3 separate regions of the Gossypium hirsutum genome follow, and regions 1 and 2 are each linked to region 3. The links are chromatin contacts, called in public Hi-C maps. All regions are on one chromosome and are shown on one strand. The core of a region is the stretch at or near the end of the contact, and the rest is flanking DNA. Distances in the headings are between cores, read along the strand shown.

Region 1 (3,302 bases), core at 83-2,582, 180 kb after region 3:
CAATTTGTTCCAATTCTTGATCAATCATTGTCGAAAGCTTAAAACCCTTGAAAGTTTTTTTTCTTATTCACTTATGATTGGTTGAATAAGAAGAGAAATTCTCTTTTATTCGACCACCAAATTATAAATATACTGATATTAATATTAAATTTAGTTAATTAATTAATTAAACTTCACATTAATTAAATTTATAAATTCTTAATCCTACCGTCCACTACCACCTCTTGAAAATGATTTATTTATCATTTTAGTCCTTAGGTTAATTGCAATTTAAGTCCTTAAATCTTTAGCCAATTAAAAATCTATGGTGATAAAACTTTTATAATTTAGTCCATGTATCCTAATTAAGCAATTAATAAACAAAATTGAAGCAGTAAACTTTAATATTCATTTATACTAACTCTGTAAATATTAAACTAGAATATTTATAGACTTGGTTTATGAAAGTGAAATTCCAAAACTGTCTTTTTTGATGCCACTAGAAATTAGACCGTTACAATCATGATGTAATTTAACAAATGAAAGCCTTAAAAAAAAAGAAATTATTGAAATTGTCTTTTATACTCAATTTGATACTAAATAAAAGATTCTTTTGACAAAACTACAAAATTTTAAAAAGAATATATATTTTGACATAAAATAACAAAACCATTAGACTTTTTTTTCCATTTTTATGAAACAAATTAAATTAAATAGATCCAGTTTTATTTGTATAAAAACTAAATTAATTTATTTAACAATAGAAAACTAATTTAAATTAAAGGTAAATTACATTTAAGGTCATTAAATTATTAGTAAATTTATGTTTTAGTCACTCAACTTCAAAATGTTAAAAATGGTCCTTAAACTATTCGAAAGTTTTCATTTAAGTCGCTAGACAGTTAAAATTGTTGTTGTATAACCTTCTCTGTTTGTATTGTCTGCTCCAATCTAAAGCTCTTCTTCCTCTTATCTTCTATAGTTCAATTTTTTTTCATGAAACTACTTTAAACATTACGAATCTACGAATCAAAATCCAAATAATGTCTTCTTTGATCTTCAACATTGACCATCAAAATGACTTGGATCTAAGATATGTCTTACTTGTTGATGGGTATTGATCCACCATAGCGATCATCAAATCAAAACTTAACAACATAGTAACTTAAATAAAAACTTTCGAATAATTCAATAATTTAAAGAGAAACTTTTAAATAGTTCAATGACCGTTTTGTAACTTTTTGAAGTTGAATAACCAAAACATAAGTTTACTAATAATATAGTGATTTTGGTGTAATTAACCCTTAAATTAATATTATACACAAATTAAATCGAAAAAAAAATCATTATTCGGGTGAGTTTTGTCTTTCAACAAACAGAACACAACAAGACATGGACCAAATCTAGCTTCTTTTTCTTCGGCTTTATCCATTTTACCCTTTTTCTAGGATATTTATATATCCCCCGTCTTAAATTCCTCAACCATCGTCACTAAGTAAAAACCCTATTTCAAGAATTAAATTAATTTGAAAAAAAAAACAAAAAGCAAAAAACGGAGGACATCCTCCACACTCATCTGCTCAAACACGGTAAAAAAAATAGTACATACCCTTTTTTTTCCATTTTTTTGTTTAATATTTATCTATATTTGATTGAGATGTTTTTTTGGGGGAATTTTTTTTCATGGTGATTAGGTTTAGGGTTTCTTTTGGAGTAAAGTAAAAGTTCACACGAAGATGCCGCAGCCACCCCAAATGATTCCTGTCATGCCTTCATATCCACCTACTAATATTACTACTGAACAGATTCAGAAGGTGTGTATATTTGTATATATATTTTCTTTTTTTCGTTATTGTCCATGTATTGTGTTTAATGTTAGTATGTTATAGTTATGGGGTTGTTGAGGAAGGAGATGTTGATCTCGAACTTGTAATTTTTTTGGGTAATCTTTAGTTATGTATGAGATAGAAGAAACCCTTTTTTTTATCTGTTCCAAAAGAAAAACAAATGAAGGCCTTTTGTTGGATTTTATGAACATAACGTTTATGACATGGAAGAGTTGATTGTGCTTTTAATGGTAGTTATTTGGGATGGAATGGTGGTTGGTATTCAGTTTGAAAAGGTGCGATAAAATTGATGAGTGAAATAGAGAAATGAATGGAAGTTATTGGTAATGCGGAGCGATATAGTTGGACCATCTTGAATGGTGAGTTGCGTATGGTGTAACAAACAGTTATGCTTGATGTTGGGGGAGAATGAACAGTGTTTTTGCCCTTTTCGATTTGATTCTCAGTGTTTTGATTCTTTAATGCAATGAAATATTTGTTTGAACTCAATGATTTGAAAACAAAAACCGATAGATCTGCTCAAAGGCATACATGAAATCCAGCTATTCTTTCTATTCAGCAACTTCTTATTGAAGGGGCTATCCTTTCCTTGGTTCGGTCCTTTTTTCTGTTGTGCCTAAACTCTAGAAAAACCATATATGGTGTAATGTATGGCTTTACTGTTTCTGTTGTTTTTGTCTGTTTTCGCTATTTGTTGTGTGTATTCACAATATCTTTCACTTAATGCTTAAAAATGGAGTATATTATGATTCATTAAGTTCTTGTATTTTAATTTTCATTCTTACCAGTATCTTGATGAGAATAAGAAGTTGATTTTGGCAATTTTGGACAATCAGAATCTTGGAAAACTTGCTGAATGTGCGCAGTAAGTGATTTATAAATTTCAGTTTCTTCTTTTATCTACCTTAGTGGCGCATGCTGCATCTTTAAGTTAATGTTTGAGGTTTATTATATATGTTTGCTTTAAGTTGGAAGCGGCTTGTTGAAAGTGCTAGATGCTGTAGGATGTATTATGGTTCACATACCTCAAACTGAAGTATTTAATGTTATCGTCAATTAGTTGTAAATTCTTCCTTCCTAGATAATTGTGTGTGTTTTTAGTTGAAAGTGGGACTCGAATTGGGAGTTTCCTAGATCCAAACTGGGATGAGTCTTCTGCGGATATGTCTGAGCCTTGTAATGCATATACGGATGGTAAAATCTCCACTCCAACCAAACCCGATTTGGTTCTTGTTGCCATTTATCTTGCATCAAGAGCATTTATAGAACTAATTAATGATCACTATATTATTTGTCATCTGTATACATTAGCTTGGTTTTTCTGCAAATGTGCTATCAAGGATTCGTGATGGAAACCAAGTTTATTGTATTGGTTTTTCTTTGTATACATCATTCGCACATGCATATATGCTTACATGTGCAATATCTAGGCAGTGTACCTATACAAGATTTTGATGATGTAGGTATCAAGCTCAG
Region 2 (3,211 bases), core at 28-2,527, 180 kb before region 3:
ATCATGCTTGAAGCATTTTGGACACTATTTGTTTAGAAATGTCTTCTCAAAATTATTTTTTCAGATACTACTGTAGCAAAAGAGCGTCAACGTGGGAGTTTTTTTTAGTAATTTTGCTGATAGTGCATCCTAATTTAATTAATTAATCCTAAAAACCCTAAACCCTAATTTAATTAATTTTTTAAATTAATAGTTAATTTAATTAATTAACCCTAAACCCTAATTTAATTAACCCTAAAACCTTAAACACAATAAAACCCTAACTCTTAAAACCCTAACCCTAAAACCCTAAATCAAGCACAAAAAACTCTAACCCTAAAAAAGGGGCAAAACGTGTCCCTGGGGGAGCATTTTGCCGACACGTCCCCTGACTTTGCGCTTACATGAACGCATTTTCGGGGAATTCAGACCTTTCTGATAAATAATAAAAAATTGGCCCATTTCCATAAATAATTTTAGAAATGAGCTTTTTTAGTAAATTACCCTAAAATAGTTGTTAAATTTAGAAATTTTTTAAAGCGGCAGAAATGAATTATAAAAATTTTGAAATATCTTTGTTTTTTTGGGTCAGTACTAAAAAGGGTATTTTCTATATATATATTTTGGGTATTCACCTCTGCTAGTGTCACACGTGTTTAAAATTTGACGGGGTGATTTCAATACATTCTATATAAACTTTACTGATTCAATTTAGAATATTTTAGAGTTTGAGATGTAAGGTGAAATTAACCTTAAAAAATGTATATGACGATCAAAGAAAGAGAGGAAAGGACAGTAGTTTCTCTGTTTTGTGATGCATGTAAACAAGTGAATACAGCAAAGAAATCTCTTCAAATTAACTCCTTTTCCCTATTTGGTTGTTTTCTAAGTACGATGATAGATGGGAAAATGAGATATCATATGAACTGGTCTATTTGGTGTGTTTGATTTCGACTATTCAAATGTGATTTATGTTAATTGATTTTTTACTCCAAAATAATAATAGCCGTCCTACATACTACTTTTAGTTTCATCCCCAGCTATGAGGTTGGAGCATGTGCAGCCAATGGATTTGTTTTACAATCTAAATAATTTCACTTGTGCGTAACTTGACACAAAAGAGGGCAAAAAGTAGAAAATGAAACGCAACAAATTACAGGGACTGCAAATTCCATTGAAACACACACCTTATCATTAACTTAAAAAAAATATCAAGAAATAATAAAATAAATATTAATTTTTGTAGGGTTTATGATTATTTTTTCAAATAAGAACTGTTGCTCCATAAAATGCCATTAAGAAAAAGGCAATTAAGTAACGTTTTCAATAGTCCTTAACTTGGAAGCATTTTTGAAAACATACTTGAGTTTATTGCGAGAAGCCCCTTCTACGCTAAACAAAGTGTGAATTTGCGGGTAAATACGAAATATTTTAGAGTGGAAAAATCAATCGATTATAAAGCCTCTGTCTATTAGTTTCCATCAACCATGCCAGCTATACCAATGTTGTTTTCAAACAAGTTCAATGTGCTTCTCCTATGGAAATGCCTCTGTCTGTTAGTTGTTTTAGTGGGTTGCAATCCCCCAGGGGAGCCCGTCAAATGTTCCACCAAAGATTCCAACTGCACCGTCACAAACTCTTACGGCATGTTCCCCGACCGAGCCATTTGCAGAGCGGGGAACGTGGCTTACCCAACGTCAGAACAAGAGCTGGTTTCGATCGTATCGGCGGCAACTAAATCCAAAAGGAAAATGAAAGTGGTGACACATTTCTCTCACAGCATTCCCAAGTTGGTCTGTCCCGACGGCCAAGATGGGTTGCTTGTTAGCACCAAGAACCTTAACCGTGTATTGAAAACCAACACGGAGGCAATGACGATGACTGTGGAGAGCGGTGTGACGTTGAGGCAACTGATTACTGAAGCAGCTAAGGCTGGTTTCGCATTGCCTTACGCACCGTATTGGTGGGGATTGACCATTGGTGGCCTTTTAGGTACAGGCGCTCATGGGAGCTCCTTGTGGGGGAAAGGGAGTTCAGTTCATGATTATGTTGTGGAGATGAGAATTGTAAGCCCTGCAAAAGCTGAAGATGGATATGCTAAGGTGTGGGTGTTGAATGAGAGAGACAAAGATCTCGATGCAGCTAAGGTTTCGCTTGGAGTTCTTGGGGTAATCTCACAGGTAACTCTCACTGTCTTTCAGCTCCTCTTTCTCCATTTTTTTATGGATCCTTAAGTGTTTATGGCCATTATTCTCCTTGGGATGACATGAATTGATAGTTTGATCATATGATTAAACTATATTCTACGGATGAGAGCTGGAAATTCAGGATCCAAGAAACCATCCACCATAGCTGTCACTTATAGTTCTTGGCCAAAATGGTAGTGGGCAAATCTATGAGGGTGGGGTTGCCGGGCGAGACGGTCCCCCTTACTTTTCTATAAGGAATAATTTTACTATTATCTTATGAGTAAACTGATTACATTATATTCTTACTTTACATTGTATTCTTAAGATATATAATTAATAATTATTAAACAAAAATAATTATTTAAAAATTAAGAACAACTTGAATAATTGTAAAAGGGGATTGATTTTTTTGAGAGAAGTTTTCAAATGTCATCTTTGAAGACACCATGCCTGCTTCTATTGAGAATTGTGTACGGCTCACTGAGGTGGACTTACGGTCACCCACAAAGAAGCGACGTGTGCGTCTTGCCCTTAGTGGGATTCGATCCCCTATCCCAATCACAGCTCTTTGCGTGTAGGGGGTGGAAAAAGAGGCCAGACCCTCTCCAAGAGATAATATATTTCATATTAAGGGAGCAGGTCAATGTTCCCGAAGATGACTCTTTAAAAATTTCTCCCAAAAAAATTACCCTAATAATAATATAAAATAATTTTAGGTGAATACAATTTGGGTCCCAAATCATTGAATGATTACCTACATATATGAGATTTTTTTTTATATTCATTCAATGATACTCTCCTAACTTTTCTTTTTCAAATTTAATGGTTCATTTCTTTCTTTCTTTTTTCCCTTTTATTTTTCTTAACGAATAAGCTATTAAAAAAATAAAATCAAGTATTTTTATGGAAATATTAATGAACTGAAATAAATATGTTAATAATATATAAACAAAAAAAAAACCCTACTAGCATAGAAAGGCGTTGGGAACAAATTAAAACAATAAAAGCTAAATGTCAAAAAGAAAAAGAAAAACGACATATTT
Region 3 (2,963 bases), core at 86-2,585:
ACATAGTTTTAGGGTTTGGTTAGCCCTTACTGACTCTACGATAAGCCCACAATCGATCGGAACGACCCGTATAACCCTAAGAAAAACTTCAAAAAAATGGGCCCACGCGTCCGTGTGCCCACACGCCCAAATTGGCCTTGCCCGTGTGACCCACACGGCTTGGCCCAAAACCCACATGCTTGTGTGGCATGCCCGGTGGGTCCACATGCCTATGTGGGCCCATAAACCCAACTTGGCCTAGCCCGTATGGCCTATACAGCCACACCCACACTACCACATGGCCATGTCTTGTGCATGGTCATGCCTTCGTCGACCACACGGCCGTGTCTCACACACGGCCAACCACATGGCCAGGCACACACTTGTGTGGCATCGATAGAATAGTTTTTTAGCTTTTGTCGAAGCTCAATTTTCTGCATTTCGAGTACACACTTAGTTCATTTTTGCAACGAAAATAATCTTCAGACCACCCAAACCTAAGAAACAACATCCAAATTCCTAAATTCAGTACACACTTGTGAAACTCAAACCAAAAATATTCCACAAACGGAGCCTTACAACATCAAACAATGAACTCAAATACTTACCACCAACGACAGAAACCCATAACGCTTAAATTGATGCCGGAGCACCAACCGATTCTTACCCTTCCCCTAACTGAGATAAACACAAAACCCCCCATTAAAACACTAACCTTGAAACACTAAGATCGTATCAATACAAGACTTACCGAACAATACAGTCAAAATTTGCACAAAAGGAGGCAAATTTGGAAAAATCGAGAAGGAGAGGAAGAGACGAAAATAGAATAGAGGAAAAAAGGGAACAGAAAACGTCAAAAAGAGAAAAGGAATTTTGGGAAAACAAAATAAAATAATTAAAAGAAATAAAATAAAATAAAATCTTTTAAATTACTAAAATCCGACTAATATCCTCCCCACTAATCCACATCCAACTACTCAAGAATTTCGATTCTTTTCAACTTCTATCAGATGCCCAAAGTAAAAATTATCACCTACAACTTATATAAGGATTCAAACACAGGACCTCCAACACAACAACCCCCTTACCACTCGAACCAGCAGGCTCATTATGATATGAATTAATAGACAATTTTCTATAAGTCCACTCAACAAGGGTAAGGCTTGGATCAAAAATAACAAAAATTGTCAAAGTGGGAATTGAACCCAAGACCTCTCACACACGCCCAAAACACTTAACCACTGAAGCAAATACATAGTTGTGTTAAATATTTACAGAAACAAAAATAAATTATTTAAGGCGTTACATCAGTAGTCAAAAGCTTCATCCATGATGTGAAGGAGCTAGTATCCATGGATCCCAAATCACTGTGCGGGCTAGAACTTTACAACAGTGTCCTCATGCACTACGTTAAAGCTTCCTCCGCTTACTTAGGCAAGCAAGAATACGTCGTAGATTTCGACATCACCTGTTACAAGAGCAAAGACCCTATGGCTCCTAAGCTTTACCAGGACGTGTTGGAAAAGATCGAGCAAATGGCTTTGTTCAAATATGATGCGTTGCCGCATTGGGGGAAGAACCAGAACTTGGTGTTCGATGGGGTGATCAAAAGATACAAAAATGGTGGAGAGTTCTTGAAGGTTAAAAATACGAATAGACCATTGAGATTGTTTTCAAGTGAGTGGACTAACCAGAACTTTGGAATGACTGTGTATTTCTTCCCAAGATGTTTACTATGCTCCAAACAAGGGCTGTCTTGTAGGCCTGGGAAAACTTTTACAGATGCAAGAGTGTGCATTAAGAATTAGGGGTTTGATTATTTAGTTTATTCCTTTATAGAAAAACGCTATTCATATATGGAAAAAAAACTATCAACATAAAGAAAATGTGATTATTGTAAGGTGGAAGTCGATGGTGTAAATCTAAATAGTACTTCAACTTTGTCATTGACTTAGTATCTTATTAGCAATTTAACTTATTAAAATATTAACCACATAAAAAATTACGTAACCATGTAAATGGCCAGTGACTCGTATTTACAAGGTGTACTTTAATACCAAGTATAGCAACTAAAAGCACAAGCAAGAAAGTCAAATCTTAGTTTTGTCTGCAGGGTCGACTTTTGGGTTATGGCTGGTAAAAGTGTGCAAATTTTGGGTAAAACCGAATTAATTCGGTTAACCGATCGAATTCGGTTAATCGGTCGGTTAACCGAATTAATTCTGTCGATGGTCGGTTAATAATTTTTTGAAAGTTTACTTAACGGTTAATTCGGTTCGAAATCAGTCGGTTAACCGAATTAATCGAATTTAATAAATAATATTATAATATATAAGTATTCGGTCAGTTCGGTTAATTTTTTGGAAATATAAATTAATCGGTCGGTTAAGTCGGTTAATTTTTTTGAAAAAAATTTGGGTTCAGTTAAAGGTTAAGGGTTTAAAAAGGTTGGTTAATTCGGTTAATGGTAATTTGAGTTGATTAACCGATTGAACACCCCTAATAGCTGGACATAGCTTCTTAAACAATTGTTTTTATTTCATTTTTAATTTCAACTCATATTATCAAAAAAAAATTCCACATTTTTGTGGTGTTTTATTTTGTTCGCTATATTTATTTCTAAAATAATTAGTAGTTTAGTTTTACTTTTAGTTTTAGTAATTAATGATGTTTTTAGGAGATTTGTGAAATTAAAGTTATCACATATTTATTGAGAATTATTTTTGGATGGATTTAACATAATATAGCAGGGCGATGTGCATGTAAAATTGAAATTTAAAATGATGATAATAATCTGAGACTTAACATTTTGTACATCATTAATGCGATGCAGTGGGTCTCTTAGGGCTATTAGCAATTATTTATTTGTTGACTAGAATTAACAATCAAATTGGTTTAATTACAATGAGGTTAGTGTGCAATTTTAAGTGGTTTGATTTATGTGATGCATCTCTAGTTTATTTCTAAATTCTTTTAATATT

What was found. A called contact is a pair of places that touch in the nucleus more often than the background predicts.
Region 1: a contact with region 3 is called in a Hi-C map of leaf, with 2.3 times the contacts expected there. The contact joins the promoter of LOC107923287 here to the promoter of LOC107919393 in region 3. A contact is called at or near these places in 3 of 34 Hi-C or Micro-C datasets (anther, leaf and petal).
Region 2: a Hi-C map of leaf shows a contact between it and region 3, with 3 times the contacts expected there. The contact joins the promoter of LOC107923325 here to the promoter of LOC107919393 in region 3. A contact is called at or near these places in 8 of 34 Hi-C or Micro-C datasets (anther, callus, hypocotyl and 2 more).

What each region holds. Positions count from the first base shown.
Region 1 is chrA12:82,300,999-82,304,300 of Gossypium_hirsutum_v2.1, reverse strand. LOC107923287 (GRF1-interacting factor 3) reads left to right here and starts at 1,332. Exons shown (of 5, transcript XM_016853496.2): 1 at 1,332-1,568; 2 at 1,674-1,793; 3 at 2,615-2,691; 4 at 3,290-3,302. The coding sequence starts at 1,716.
Region 2 is chrA12:82,655,036-82,658,246 of Gossypium_hirsutum_v2.1, reverse strand. LOC107923325 (probable L-gulonolactone oxidase 6) reads left to right here and starts at 1,277. Exons shown (of 4, transcript XM_016853532.2): 1 at 1,277-2,159. The coding sequence starts at 1,467.
Region 3 is chrA12:82,480,065-82,483,027 of Gossypium_hirsutum_v2.1, reverse strand. LOC107919393 (probable truncated L-gulonolactone oxidase 7, mitochondrial) reads left to right here and starts at 1,335. Exons shown (of 1, transcript XM_016848869.2): 1 at 1,335-1,790. The coding sequence starts at 1,335. The coding sequence ends at 1,790.